Regions from separate parts of the Gossypium hirsutum genome. Here region 1 is linked to region 2. A link is a contact called in public Hi-C data. All regions are on one chromosome and are shown on one strand. Each heading gives the region's core, a stretch centred on a gene start, on an enhancer-like site or on the middle of the called end of the contact. The rest is flanking DNA. Distances are from core to core; before and after follow the strand shown.

Region 1 (6,372 bases), core at 1,775-4,274, 300 kb before region 2:
TTTTGAAATAATAAAGGTTTACCTATAGGTGAAAAAATAAAGGTTAAAATCTGTTGTTAGTCCTTGCATTTACATAAAATTTGAGTTTTAGCTTTTGTATTTTAGAAATTAAAAATTCAATTCAATCATCACTGACATTGGGTAAATTTTGGGTTAAAAGTTTTGTTAGTCATATTTGATAACTTCTGATGAAAAAATTAAAAATGTTAAATAAAATTATTTTCAAAATAGAAAATGTGGTTTTTTAGTTATTTTTTCTATCAATTCAGTTAGTGAATTTAAGATAATTATTTTATACTTTAGGGTTAATGTTCTTTTAAGTATAATACAAGTTAAATTTAATGATTAACTTAAATAATTTACCAGTTAATTGAATTTTTAAGTTTAAACTATTACTAAAAATCTCAACCATGACAATCAAGTTCGATTTTTGCTTGAGAAATAAGTATATATTAAACTTAATTGTTCAAGTATTTTCTGTCTAATAAAGTTCTAAACTTGGGTTTGTTGGAAGTCAGTTCACTTTGTGCTGCTCCCTAGTCTTCGTGCCATTCCCTTCTCACCATGGATTTTACCAGTTCTTTTAACTAAGAAACACCAAAATATGGATTAACCAATTAAATCAAAATGATATATTTAGAATCCTTTCATTTCCGTTGTTTGATTATTCAAATTTTTTAATTAATAAATATTAAATACATATTCATATCAAAACCGTATCAAATCCAACTCAACCTAAAATTTAAATCCAAATAACAAACCAATCCAAAATTTAATTTGTCTAAATGGCTACAAAGTGTTACTAATGGAAGCCAAGGATATGGGCACATCATCTGCTACTGCTACATTTCACTTTATTTTCCCTTATTTGTCTTGGTTTCTACTCACTTTTTTGTGGATTATGTTCCACTTAATGCTTGTTCCGGTAGCAAAAAGAAATATTCATGAAATTTTATAATTACAATAATAACAATCTTTTTTTTTTAAGTTTCTACTATTAGAAATACAATACAAGCTCAATTTTATACCTAGGCAGCTAAAGGTAGAATCAAACTAGTACAAGCACAACAGAAAAAGTACAGAATAGAACCCATCTATGACATAGTTGCACATTTCGGGACTAGAGAGTAGAGACCCACATGTTACAATTTTGCACATGCTAAGACTCAAATTTAGATACTCAAAAGCCCAAAACTTCGTCTTAACCAACAATGCTTCTCGTTGACAAGGCTCAATCCAGTCATGTGGTGCCGATTCATTTTAAAAGAGTGTCAGTTTATTTGGTTTTTGATATAAAACTCAAACCAATCAACTGCACACTCCTACTTCTCCCAAATAAGGGGTGGCTTAATTAGAAGAAGAAAGGAGAGACAACAGCAACATAAATGTTCAAAACCAGTCTTACCCAATACAAGGCAACAACAAGATGGCTAAACAAGCAAATATTCACCAACACAGAGTCTTTATTTCCCTTACAAGTCTTACCCATTGAGTTACATGGACAATTTATTTTCATTCATAAACCAGTGTCCCAACTCAAATGTTCAAAAGTAGACTACAAAACAAGCAGAATCTTTTTGTAGCACAATTGAAAATAAATTCAAACAAACAGTAAAAAGGGTTTCAATGTCCACTTCCCATTTGTAGATCAAGCTCCAAACCATCTGCTAATGGCTTCTGATTCCTACATCAATGGAAACCTTATTAGAAATTACTCTCAAGATTGAAAATATGAAATTGTAAATTCACTTTTCATTCAGTGTCTCCATTGCTTCATGACTTGTCACAACTCCACCATTGTCACTGTTGCAGAGGTGACTAAATAAAACACAAAAAAGGATTTCATTTGGCAATTATTAGCTTGCATCACTTCTAACACTTTTGTGGAAGCAACATATTCTAATCCCTGCAGTGTCAATTGTCGATGGGTAAACAGTTTGCCTACAAATCCAGGTTAAAGTCTGATGCAAATTTTTACACCTTCACTTAAATAAGATGCAAATGGTAATCATTAGCAAGTCTAAGATGGTGATTTAACCATTAAAACACCAGCGCAAGTCCTTCAATTTAGAAACAACACTTGGTATTACTCAAGCTCTACTACTATCTTGGAACCACTGAATACTAAATTAGTTTTGAAGTATGATAAAAGTGTAAAATTTTCGATAAGAATAAACTTTTACCTCAAATGAATCAGAGCTTCAGACCTAAGCTAAATCAAGAAAACTTCATACCAACAAACTAAAGTCTAAACTCTAAAATCTAAATTCCTGAAACTTCAATGTGCTGATCGAACCAGTAAAACCCAAATCTTAGAGTAGATATACGATTCTCAAAATCCGGTGCCCACGAATAATTTAATAGAAGCATAAACAAAATCCCAGAATGAGTTGAAAAAAGAAACCTCAGTTTCGTTTGGAGGAAGACGCATAACTGTCTTGAAGAAGGTCATCATAAGGATCCCTGCGGCCGGGGACTTGGCTAATCTGAGGATCCCAACGGAGCTGAGCATTGTGGCGCTCAAATGTCCAAAACCCATAAGGCCGCAGTGGATAACTCCACATCTCCTTGGTTTTTGCGCATCGATCCTTCATAGAGTAAACGTGTTCTCTGAATTTTCTATCCCTCTCTTTTGGGTCCTCCATTAACCTCAACACCAGATTCTCTGCAAATTCCATAATGAACCCCATTTTCTTCCTGGAAAACACAAATAACCGAAACCCTAAGTTCAACAAACAAACACTATAAAAAAAAGAATTACTAGATAGCTAATCAAATAGAATAGGCACAAAACAAGGTGACAGAAAAAACCTGTTTGAAGATCTCAAGTGGCGATTAGCAGAGCCAAGGTCTTCAATTTGTCGAAAGCAAAGATCGGGAAAACCTCTGATGCAGAATGTTACGAGTAATCGAAGAGCCTAACTTGGGGTAAAGCTCTACAACTCCATCGCTGTCAGTAGGCCCGGCCTAGTTTCTGGTAGGCGTTCTTTGGGATCAAAAGCCCTTATAATGGTTGCATTAAATCTTCTAGACTCTAACTTAGGCTAAGGCCCAATAATTTTATAAAAGAAATTTTGAACTACATCTCGAATGGATGGGTTTGGATAAGATATTATTCAAGAGTATAAATTTAATTAAAAATTGTCACATTAGGTGAAAATTTTTATATTTTAAAAAATAAAAAAAATAGCCTATGAATCTTAGTTTGGTTGGTATAGGTATTATTATCAATGTAAGAGGATGTGAGTTTGAGTGCGCTGAAGCACATTATCCTCCTATTTATGGATTAGGGAAGGGTTATGGGTAGTTCTAGACATTGTGTTAGAAAAAGCAGATATGATTAGAACCTATAATAATGGGTATTAATGAGAAGTTATATGATAGTGATTGATCTTAAAGCGGTGGATTAGTTTTCTTATTGTTTAAATTATATTTTACAGATTGAGTTTGAATGCACTTAAATACGTTTTTTCTTTGATTTAACGATTAGAAAGGTTTATTAGTAAAAATAAAGATTGTATCAAAAATAGAAATTTCTAATATTTTCCAATTAAATTGATATTTTGTTAAGTTATAACACAAACTTAATAAGGTATGTATAATAAAAATGATTAGAAAGTATATTCTAGAATTAGATGGACAGCCATTTAGATTGTTTTAATTATTTTTTATGCATTAATGGGCTGAAAAGGTTGAGAGTAAGTGAAGATAGGGATGGCAAAAGCAATGTTCAATCGATCATCATCGCTTTATAGTTGGTATATTCTGTTTCACCATTCACCCATATCTTGAAATTCATAGATGTTGGATGCATTAATCATTACCTTCAATCTAATTTTTGCTACTTATCTTTAGTAATTTCAAATTTTTAAAGTCAAGTAAATATTTATAAACATAATTCTTCAAAAAATATTTAAACATAAAACATATAATTTGTTGTTACATTTTAATAGTTATATATAAGAGGATAAAATGATAATTTCATAAAGAATTAATTGCATAATTAATTTTATAGGAAAATCTGTGGATGTGAAATGTATTGAGTATGCTTAAACCGTGGCGCAGCAGCTGAAGCAAAAGATTTCCCAAAATTTAATGAACACAATACCCGGGGTCTTTTAATAAAACATATAAAGATGAGTATAAAAAAAATAAACCAGAGAATAGTTGAAATTAGAATCAGAAACAAGATGTTATTATTAATTATCGCATGAATGGAAGCTGCTTTTAACTTGAAATTCACGAAATTATAGAAAGATTTGTAAATTAGTTTGCCATCTTTTCGTGTTTGGTCATCGCAAATTTATGTTAATGAGAATATCCACAAATACAAGGCAAAGATAGCTTAAGCCCAGAAAATGGGGGGGGGGGGCGGGGGGATATTGGTGTGAGAAATGCATCAAAGGGTGCGTAGTCTATGAAATTTTGGTTGCTCAGATGTGACAATCTTAATTATTTAAGACAAAGAAAAGGGGGTTGTTAAGAAAATGGATTAGATGATGAAGAAGGAAGTCAAATATATGCAATGTTTTGTAGGTACACTACGCTTTCAATCCTTTTTCTGCTATATATACCATTGATTGGGCTTGGACCACCTCTTTACCACTATATTCTAATCATAATATATATATGCCCTGCAGTATGAATTTGATAATAAAAAATTTTGGTTGAAGATAAAATTAAAAGGCATTCTCATAATTAAAAAAGAAAAATGAAGGCAACATCCGCATGTCTCTCCCACTCATATATTCCACCAAGAATTTACCTATGGAAAAAAGAAGATTGTATTTCTTCTTAGCTTTACCCTAAAGTTAAGCCAGTTTATAAACCAGAATTTTATGGTAGTTTGGTTATTCATCCCATCCATCCACCTACCTAATTTTGTTCTATGCCTACAAGTAAAGAATGACAGCTTAATTCCAATTTTCATAATCTACGAGGTAAATAAATCACTGCCATCTTAAACTGCCTTAATCATGCATTTAACTGAGCTTTGCTGTATAATTATCAAAAACACTGTCAAGGTTTTGATCAGACTGTATTTGTAGCTGTTTATATGCTTAAGATAATAAAAGCAAATTTATCCAAAAAATATATATATAAAGGGAAAAAAACTGGCCTCTTTTTCTTTTTACATTTTAACCCCTTTTTTTTTCTTTTTTTTTATATCGTCTTAAAACTGATATATTAACCTGGCCGTTAACATCGCCGTAACCATTTTTAGCTTTCGGCAATGACTTCATCCATTCCGTCGCCACCGACACCTTCTTCGTCGAGCCACCGCTCTACCGGCGCGCACTCGGCTTTGTGGCGTAGTTTCCAATCGAGCGCCTGGCAAGCGCGTGAACAGTAATTCACGGCACCACAAACCGAACACCGGCGGAACTCGTGTCTTCTCGTCTCCGGCCTCCCACAACCAACGTGCGAGCATAGCCTCAAACCCGGGCCGGGAATCCCGTCCCGAGAGCCGAACCAATCCGTTAAGAACTTGTTCGCCGGGTGAGCCTCCGGCGCCGGTACATTGCATCCAAAATCACTCAGCAACGGGCATCCCGGCACGTTCGGATGACGGTTGGTCGGGTGGGGGATCGGGTGGGGGCTCCAGGTGAGCCAAGAGCACGTAGCGATGTTTGAAACAGATGCTGATGATAAACCCGCCGCAAGCTCTCGGGCGTTGGCTTGGACGAGAAACCGACGACCCTCGGTGATGTTTTGTCGGACGCCGTACCCGTCCTGCAGGCAGTGACCGAGCTCACGCAAAGCATCGATGTGGCCAAGAAAAGCAGCCCGGGCGCACAAAGCCACACCGGCTCTAAGGTCCTTATCGTTCTTAGAGCCACCGCTGCCGTTGAACTGAATTACAGCTAAGGAGTAAAGCGCCGGCGCGTGAGAACTAATCGCCGCCTTAGCCATAAGAGAAGCCCCACTCCCTCGATTTTGCAAACAGTAGAACCGAATCTATTGCAAATCATAGAACACTTCATTTGTTAGAGAATGTTTATATTCTTGAAAAGGAACTTGCAAGAATCAGTAAAGAAAAATAAAAACTAACCATGCCGAGGGTGTAACAAGCTTCAACATTTCCGGCATCGGCGCAACACTTCAAGAATCTGTGAGCTGACTCCGACCAGTTTTCAGCTTTAATGGCGAACAATTTTGAAGAGGCTTTTGATAATACCAAAGGTTGAAGTGCAAAACTATTTAATCTCTTGCATCTGTTTCTCACACAACACACACAAAAAAAACCCAATAAATTCCTCAGAACATTAAAAAAAAAATCACATCTTTCCCGTCTTGAAACAAGAAACGTAAAAGAGCAGTGAAAAGATGCGCATACGTAATCAAAACGTTGATGAAATCGGAAGGGCAAGA
Region 2 (6,857 bases), core at 2,483-4,982:
GTCTGCTCTTGTTCCATCTGCCAGTTTTCAGATAAGGCATATGGAATGGGGAAACTCTGCGAAATCACATTCATCGTGGGCTGAGACATGCTGCTACCACTAACATGCACAGGGTACGCAAGTGAACCATGTTGTTTTGGCTCACAAGAAACCGAAGACTCATTTGACAGAAGAGAGAGAGCACGATGAAGATCTTGCGTCGTACCCATATTTGAAGCAACTGTGGATTCTTCTACACCTACAAGATTTCACAAAACTTGTGTAAGCTTGTAAATCAGTTTAGTTACGAGACCATATCATCTTTAACAAGCATGAGACTTATCAAGGATCAATAACACACGTCTCTTAGACTGCAATATTTGTTTTATCATACGTCTTCGTTTTGAACTTATGTAATCACATTCCAGAAAGGTTTTCAAAAAAGCCAAAGACCTCAAGTAGCATTACCCCAATTTCCCATGGAGGGCAGCCATGGCACTTTAATGTTCATGGACCACTCCATAGAGAACAATATTTTTCATCATCAAACACATCTAAAGGGCTACGAGGATTGGTGGTTCAGGGGTATACTTCAGCAGTAAAGATATCATATGACCATTTACATCCTTTAGCTCAAAGAAGCCGGACAAGAAAGGTAATTTCTAGTTCTAATAGTTGTCAGCTTGCACTGTCACAACAAAGGCTTTAGAGAAAAAGAAAAGGCACCCTTATTTGTCCCTCCACTATTTTATGAAAAATGAATGATATAAATATATATATGTTCCAAGGAAAATGGACAGCACAATTTTCCATGGACAAAATCTAGAATGTGATAGCATAAATCTGCATAATGCAGAGGATTCAAGGTTACACGAACAATCTCACCTATAAAGAGAGCATTCTTGAGGGCATTTTGTTACATTACTAGGTGCTTTAAAAAGTAAATTTGTGTAGAAGTACATTTGTAACAATAAAAAACCAACTGCATATGAGATATATCTTATTTCCTAGTAAGAAAAACAAAACGAACCTTGGTTGAGAACCTCAACTGTGTTTTGCTTGCCCTTTACAGGCAGGAATCTGTTGGAATCGTAACACCGAGATGTCATGGAATTCAACAGCTGGTTGCCTGGCAGTTGCAGCTGTCCATTTGCATTTCCCGCTTTTGTAGGTGCATAACCTTTCGTTTCAGAGGACTTGGAGACAAATGTGCCTTCCCATGTAAAATTTTCATTGGGCCTAGCATTATGAAGAAATGGCACTTTATTCCAGACAAAACTCATCAGTTGTTTCCCATCTGCACAAGCATGAGCACAAGATGGTACCTTTAAGAGATGCTAACAAACAAAATTGCATATGACTTCTAACTTTAAGGGTGGAACAGCAACTATATTAGAAGCATAACATCCAACAAAATATAGTGCTGAGCTTTCCCAAAACTATTTGATCATGTTAAATTAAAGGAAAAAATAAAAACGCAATATGCATGATTTCCCATAATATCTTGGTGGAAATCTAAATTAGAACACAGCAAAAAAAGAAAAAAATTGAGAAAACCAAAAATCAATTTGAATCATAGTGTTCAGTTCAATTTCAGTTCAGGTATTATTTAAATATATTCAGTTTGGTTTGGTTCGGTTCAGTTTTCAATTTACAAGATAAAAAACCAATATCTTGCTTTCATCCAAATCGAACCGAATTCTATTTTTATTTAATTCATAATTAGTTTCTAATTTTTTGGATGAGTATGTGGTACAATGGCAGTGTACCTTTTTTATTCCACAAGCAACCTTAAAAAATTGACATGTGTCTCTTTTTTTAAATATATATATTTTAAATATTTTACCATACCCCTACAGGACACTTATCAACCCCTATCCCTGCTTGTGGAGTCTAAAAACTCCACTGGCAGTGTACCAAATATTTTCCCATTTTTTATACACTATTAAAAACATATCATATCTAAATTAGTGAAAGTAAGTTCAAAAAAGTATATAAAAATAATTTTTAAAAATTTTTAAAAACCAAAGATCCGAACTGATGGAATTCAGTTTGGTTCAGTTGCATTTGATATTCAGTTTGGTTTTGGTTTAGTTTTTTTAAAACCAAAATACTAAAAGGTAACCGCAATTATTTTCCAAAACCGATTCAAACCAGACCATCATCACCTTTAATCTAAATGGCATACAAATATCAAGAACTGCATGATAGGAATTCAAGAAGCATATGCATAATAGACATTTTGGACACTGTAGACTTTATAACTAAGGCAATTTCAGGTATATAAATTGCCAAATTTTGCATAAACTATGTCTTTTCCATTATATATAATTAGTTGCGAATTCAATAATGTCTATTATAGATTTACAGATTAAAGTGGAAAAAGAACACAGAAAAGCTTGAGGATGCCCCTGATGGTATTATTGTTTTAAAAGAGATAAACATGTCAAGATAAAACTCAGTTAAGGAATCAGTCAAGATATTACTGACATCATTTTTTCAACCAAATGCAGCATATATTAAGATATTGTATTACCATAGAGAACCAAGTACCATTTATTAAAGAACATCTTGATTAAATAAAATGAAAAAAATCCAGATTGACTTGGTTAATGAAATAACTCAACTCCATAATTTGAGAGGTAAAAGAAAAGGGAAAAAATAAAGTGTCTTAGTCTATTCTTGAGATGGTAGCATATAGCAAAAATTATATGAATGAAAACATATCAAACTTGGGTCTGAAACCATTACCATATGCTGCTGGTGAAGGCCTTGCAGCACTGAAGTGGATTGCATCTGTCTGTGGTTTGCGGCGCCTTGCATTGTGGTCAGAAAGACGCCGGCGGCAGCTTCGCTTCTTTTCATCAAACTCTGACAGAGCATGGAACCTTTGACATCATGAATGAAAATTATGATTTCAACATTCATAATGAGATAGAATCACAAGTTCAGTAGTAAAGAATCAAATCACTACCATCAACTAAGAAATTCAAGTCTTCAATACTAAGATAATTAAAACAATATTTTACCTGCTACACTGCTGGCAGAACCGGAGCTCCAGACCACCTACAATAACCTTAGGGCTCTTTGAGTGACTTTCACAAACTCTGTGTTTCCGATGGTAATCCTTAGCCGAAGAAAGGTCAAGGTTACAGCCTTCGACTTGGCAACGCAGAATATGTTTTGTCTGACAATTGGGTTTGGATCTCTTTGCCGGGGAAGGGGATGGTCCAGGAGTGGCTGAATAAGATGAAGTCTTTGAATTGCTTCCTGTGCAAACATCTTCAAAGTATGTTTGCTTGCCAAGCTTTAAACTGAGCAATGGCTCACCAGAGCCAACTGAAGCCTCAAATATTGGGGAACTACCGGTGTGCTCAACCTTGGAAACCTTTTTCTTGTTGCTAATTTCATGTGGTATAGCTTCAAAAGCCTCCAAAGTAAATGTGGTCACTTTTACCTCTCCCGCAGATGAAGAATTAATGGATGCCGATTTCGAACTTTTAGACAAAGAAATAAGGCCCAAATCTGATCCAGAACCACCACTACCTCCAGCAGCAGCACCAGAAGAATAGAGAGACCCAGAGTCCAGCTCTTCCTCGCCCTCAATATCCCACTCTGCCGATCTTAGCTTCCTTGGAATTTCAGTTGGTGTCGCATTTAACATCATTAGGTTCTCCCACTCCCATTGCAACGGGGTTTTGGCATTCCAGTCCATGAGAGAGATAGAACTCACAGAACAGTTCAAACAATCTTCTTCATATAAAAGCCAAGCCACTTGTCAACAGATCCTAAAATATAACCTAGAGGTTTGCTCAATTCATTAAGGAAATAAACGAAAAGAATTTCAATCATCCTAAATTCAGTAACCTTATATATGAAGCAGACCATTCAAAGAATCCTTATAGACACATAGCCCGCAAAACAACTGATAAACAAAAATTAATCCCTGCATATCAAGTTCAAAACTTACCTCTAAATCTAACAGCATCAAAGTCCAACCCTCTCTGTTTCTCAGATCTAGAGTGGTACAAGTTAGAAAATTTTCTATCCACTTCAACGAAACAATATTTAGTCCACTCCTTCCCCAAGTTTAAACTAAAAAGGGTTTGTTGATGCCACTTCAAATCCACTTAGCAAAACAATCGCAACCAGGGTAGTAGAGAGGTTCGACTAAACAAAGCAATCACTTCTCAAGCCGAGCGTTTTTTTATGCAGATATCAATATCCAACAGAAAAGAGAGCTTAAGCAACGACAAAAAGTATGTTATATTGGACCTTGCAGATTCGAACTAGAATAGTAGTAGAGCTTTTTTCTCATCCATTCATTATTGCTAACGCAAACAAACTGACACCATAGTTCCAAACTGTCTCTCTATACGAGTCTTGTACGAATGTAAGCTGATCTTCAACCCCAAGTAAAAACATAGTAGTGTTCCATAAACCTTCAACATCAGCAGTAAATTCCACCACCAAAAATCTAGAAGAATTTAGCTTATCTATTAACCCATCCAACAATAACTACCCGGTCTAGCCTCTTTAACAAAGCAGCTCCCTCTCTCTCTCTCTGCTCGCCCCACTATCTTCAATAATTCTAAGAAGCAGTAACAAAGTCCAAGTAGAGGAACCCAAAAATTAAACAAATAAAAGGATTCACGTTTTAATCAAGTAACCTAGTCTAAAAAACACTCTAACACTTTCAATAATTCCAATTCAATTATCTGGGAAATCTTGCAAAGTAGGTCCCTGACTCAGACCCACAACTACTGTACAAAACAAAATTCAATGAAACCCTAATCTACCATAAATTCTTGTACCAAAAAATATCTACCATAAATTCAACAATTTACTGATGTATAAAAAGCTATCCCGACAACCATTTTTACTTGAACCCCCACGAGAACCATTAAAACCAATCAACAAATACCATACATGTCAACCAAAAAAATAAACAAAAAAGAAATTCTACTCACAAATTTTTTCTCCATACAATATATATGAAGTTTTGCATTGAAACAGAAATAGAACAAACATATAAACTAAAATATTCATTTTTACTAAAAAAGTAGAAAGTATTTGGTCCCCTTCTTAGATATCATTCGTCATATCGTTTTCCTTTTAATGTTTTGATAAATTCTTCTCAGCTTTCAGCCAGAAATACAAGGTAAAAAATAATAAAAAGGAACCCTTTTAACAAACATAAACGCAGTCGTTTCCATTTATTTTCCCCAGAAAACAAGAAAAGAAAAGGAACCATAACAAAAAAAAAACGCACTTTACCTTCTTTTTTTTTTCTTTCTAAAGTTAAAACAAGTTCACATAATAAAGGTAGAAGATAGGAAGAAAATGATGTTTCAATCTGAGCCGCAAAAACAAGAGATGTTTCCCCATTTTTAGAAACTCCAGTACCTCATTATTGCTTTCTTTGTTAATCCAAAATGAAAACTCTGTTTTATCTTTCCTATTTATTAACGGCGTTTAGTAAAAACAAAGTGAAAACATATATAAAAAAAGAAGAAAGAAAGAAAGAAAAGGCAAGGCAAATGCTTTCTGGTGAGATTGAGTTACTTACCGATGCGTACTTCAATGGTGGGCAGAAAGAATAGAAAAAGAAAGAGCAGAAGGATTAAAGATCTTGAAAAAGAAAGGAGATAAGGTACAGCAAAGCACAGCCCACAGCCGAGTCCGAGTCTGAGACCGAGTCAGGGTCTCTTTCACAGACTGAAAATGGAAGGACAAGCAACGAAAGAGGTGGTGAGAGTGGGGCAAAAAATAATTAAAGCCTAGCTTTTTTGGAAGAAATTATTTCCTTTTATTATTATTATTTATTTATTTGTTTGTTGTATTATTACTGTTGCAGTAGCTTTTTTTTTTAAATGCAGAAATTAAATTAGGTAGAATTTATTTAAAATAATGACACGTGCCAGTCAAAAGCTGATTGCATTGCAACTTTTGCAGGTTATGGAGTATGGACTATGGAGTAGTAGTTTTTTGGACGGTAATGAAAGGGTTGCCTTTTTCTCGTCAGTTACAGGTAGCCAGCCCAACTAATATTAGGTCTATTTTTTATATTATCCGATGTTGTATTTTTAATCCCTTAATTGTTAATTAAAATTTTACCTATAAAAAAGCTACGTATTAATAAATAAATTTAATGTTGATCTTATAATAAAATTCCAAATTTTAAAAAAATACAAAAAATTAGAAAATAAGAATTTAAAGAATTTGATTAAAAATAAAACAATGCAGATTATTGGAAAGGTGGGGGCAGAATTCAAAATATTAAAAAGAATAAATCATCCCTACAATTCCTGAATTAAGAGTTTGTGCTGCAAAATCTACTTGACATTAATTATTATAAGTTAATGAAACCTTTTTCTATTTTTGGTTTTAAAATATATCAACTAACTCTCAGGTATTTGATGATTATTCTATGTTCTGTCATATTATAATTAAGGAAGTCCAATTTTTTGGATTATGATAATCATACTAGCATCAAAACATTAAAATAATTCACCTATCCAAGGGACCACAATTTGTGTTTAGATGGTGGATCTTTCTCACTTTCACCATTAAAATAAACCTTTAAACTCAGTATTAAAAATATAATGTCATTAACTCTGAGCAAATTTGTCAACCCAGAGCTTCCACCGTACGTACAATCAAATATGGGTGTCAACTGTCAACCTATCCTTTAAACCCCCCTTTTTTCATTCTAATCTTTTAGGACCCCTTTAACAATTATTTGTAACATATTTTGACATTTTTATTTCTAAACCCTAATATACAATTATTCACATTGACACTTTGTCCCCTCTTAACTACCAAATCAAGTAGCAGAAACAGAGATAGTAACATATTGCTATTATTAATATTATTAT

The links. Hi-C and Micro-C count contacts between places; a contact is called where the count stands out from the background.
Region 1: a contact with region 2 is called in a Hi-C map of leaf, with 2.5 times the contacts expected there. The contact joins the promoter of LOC107909843 here to the promoter of LOC107909863 in region 2. A contact is called at or near these places in 7 of 34 Hi-C or Micro-C datasets (callus, hypocotyl and leaf).

The regions. Positions count from the first base shown.
Region 1 is chrD02:57,000,678-57,007,049 of Gossypium_hirsutum_v2.1, reverse strand. LOC107909843 reads right to left here and starts at 3,024. Exons shown (of 3, transcript XM_016837525.2): 1 at 2,812-3,024; 2 at 2,405-2,697; 3 at 1,446-1,677. The coding sequence starts at 2,690. The coding sequence ends at 2,406. LOC107909844 (F-box protein At1g67340) reads right to left here. Exons shown (of 3, transcript XM_016837526.2): 1 at 6,338-6,372; 2 at 6,053-6,215; 3 at 4,978-5,958. The coding sequence ends at 5,221.
Region 2 is chrD02:56,698,345-56,705,201 of Gossypium_hirsutum_v2.1, reverse strand. LOC107909863 (squamosa promoter-binding-like protein 2) reads right to left here and starts at 3,732. Exons shown (of 4, transcript NM_001327025.1): 1 at 3,009-3,732; 2 at 2,731-2,867; 3 at 1,010-1,276; 4 at 1-238. The coding sequence starts at 3,694. It overlaps LOC107908281 (4-coumarate--CoA ligase-like 1), which reads right to left. Exons shown (of 6, transcript XM_016835505.2): 6 at 6,826-6,857. It overlaps LOC121214724 (a long non-coding RNA gene), which reads left to right and starts at 5,588. Exons shown (of 2, transcript XR_005910445.1): 1 at 5,588-5,727; 2 at 5,935-6,857.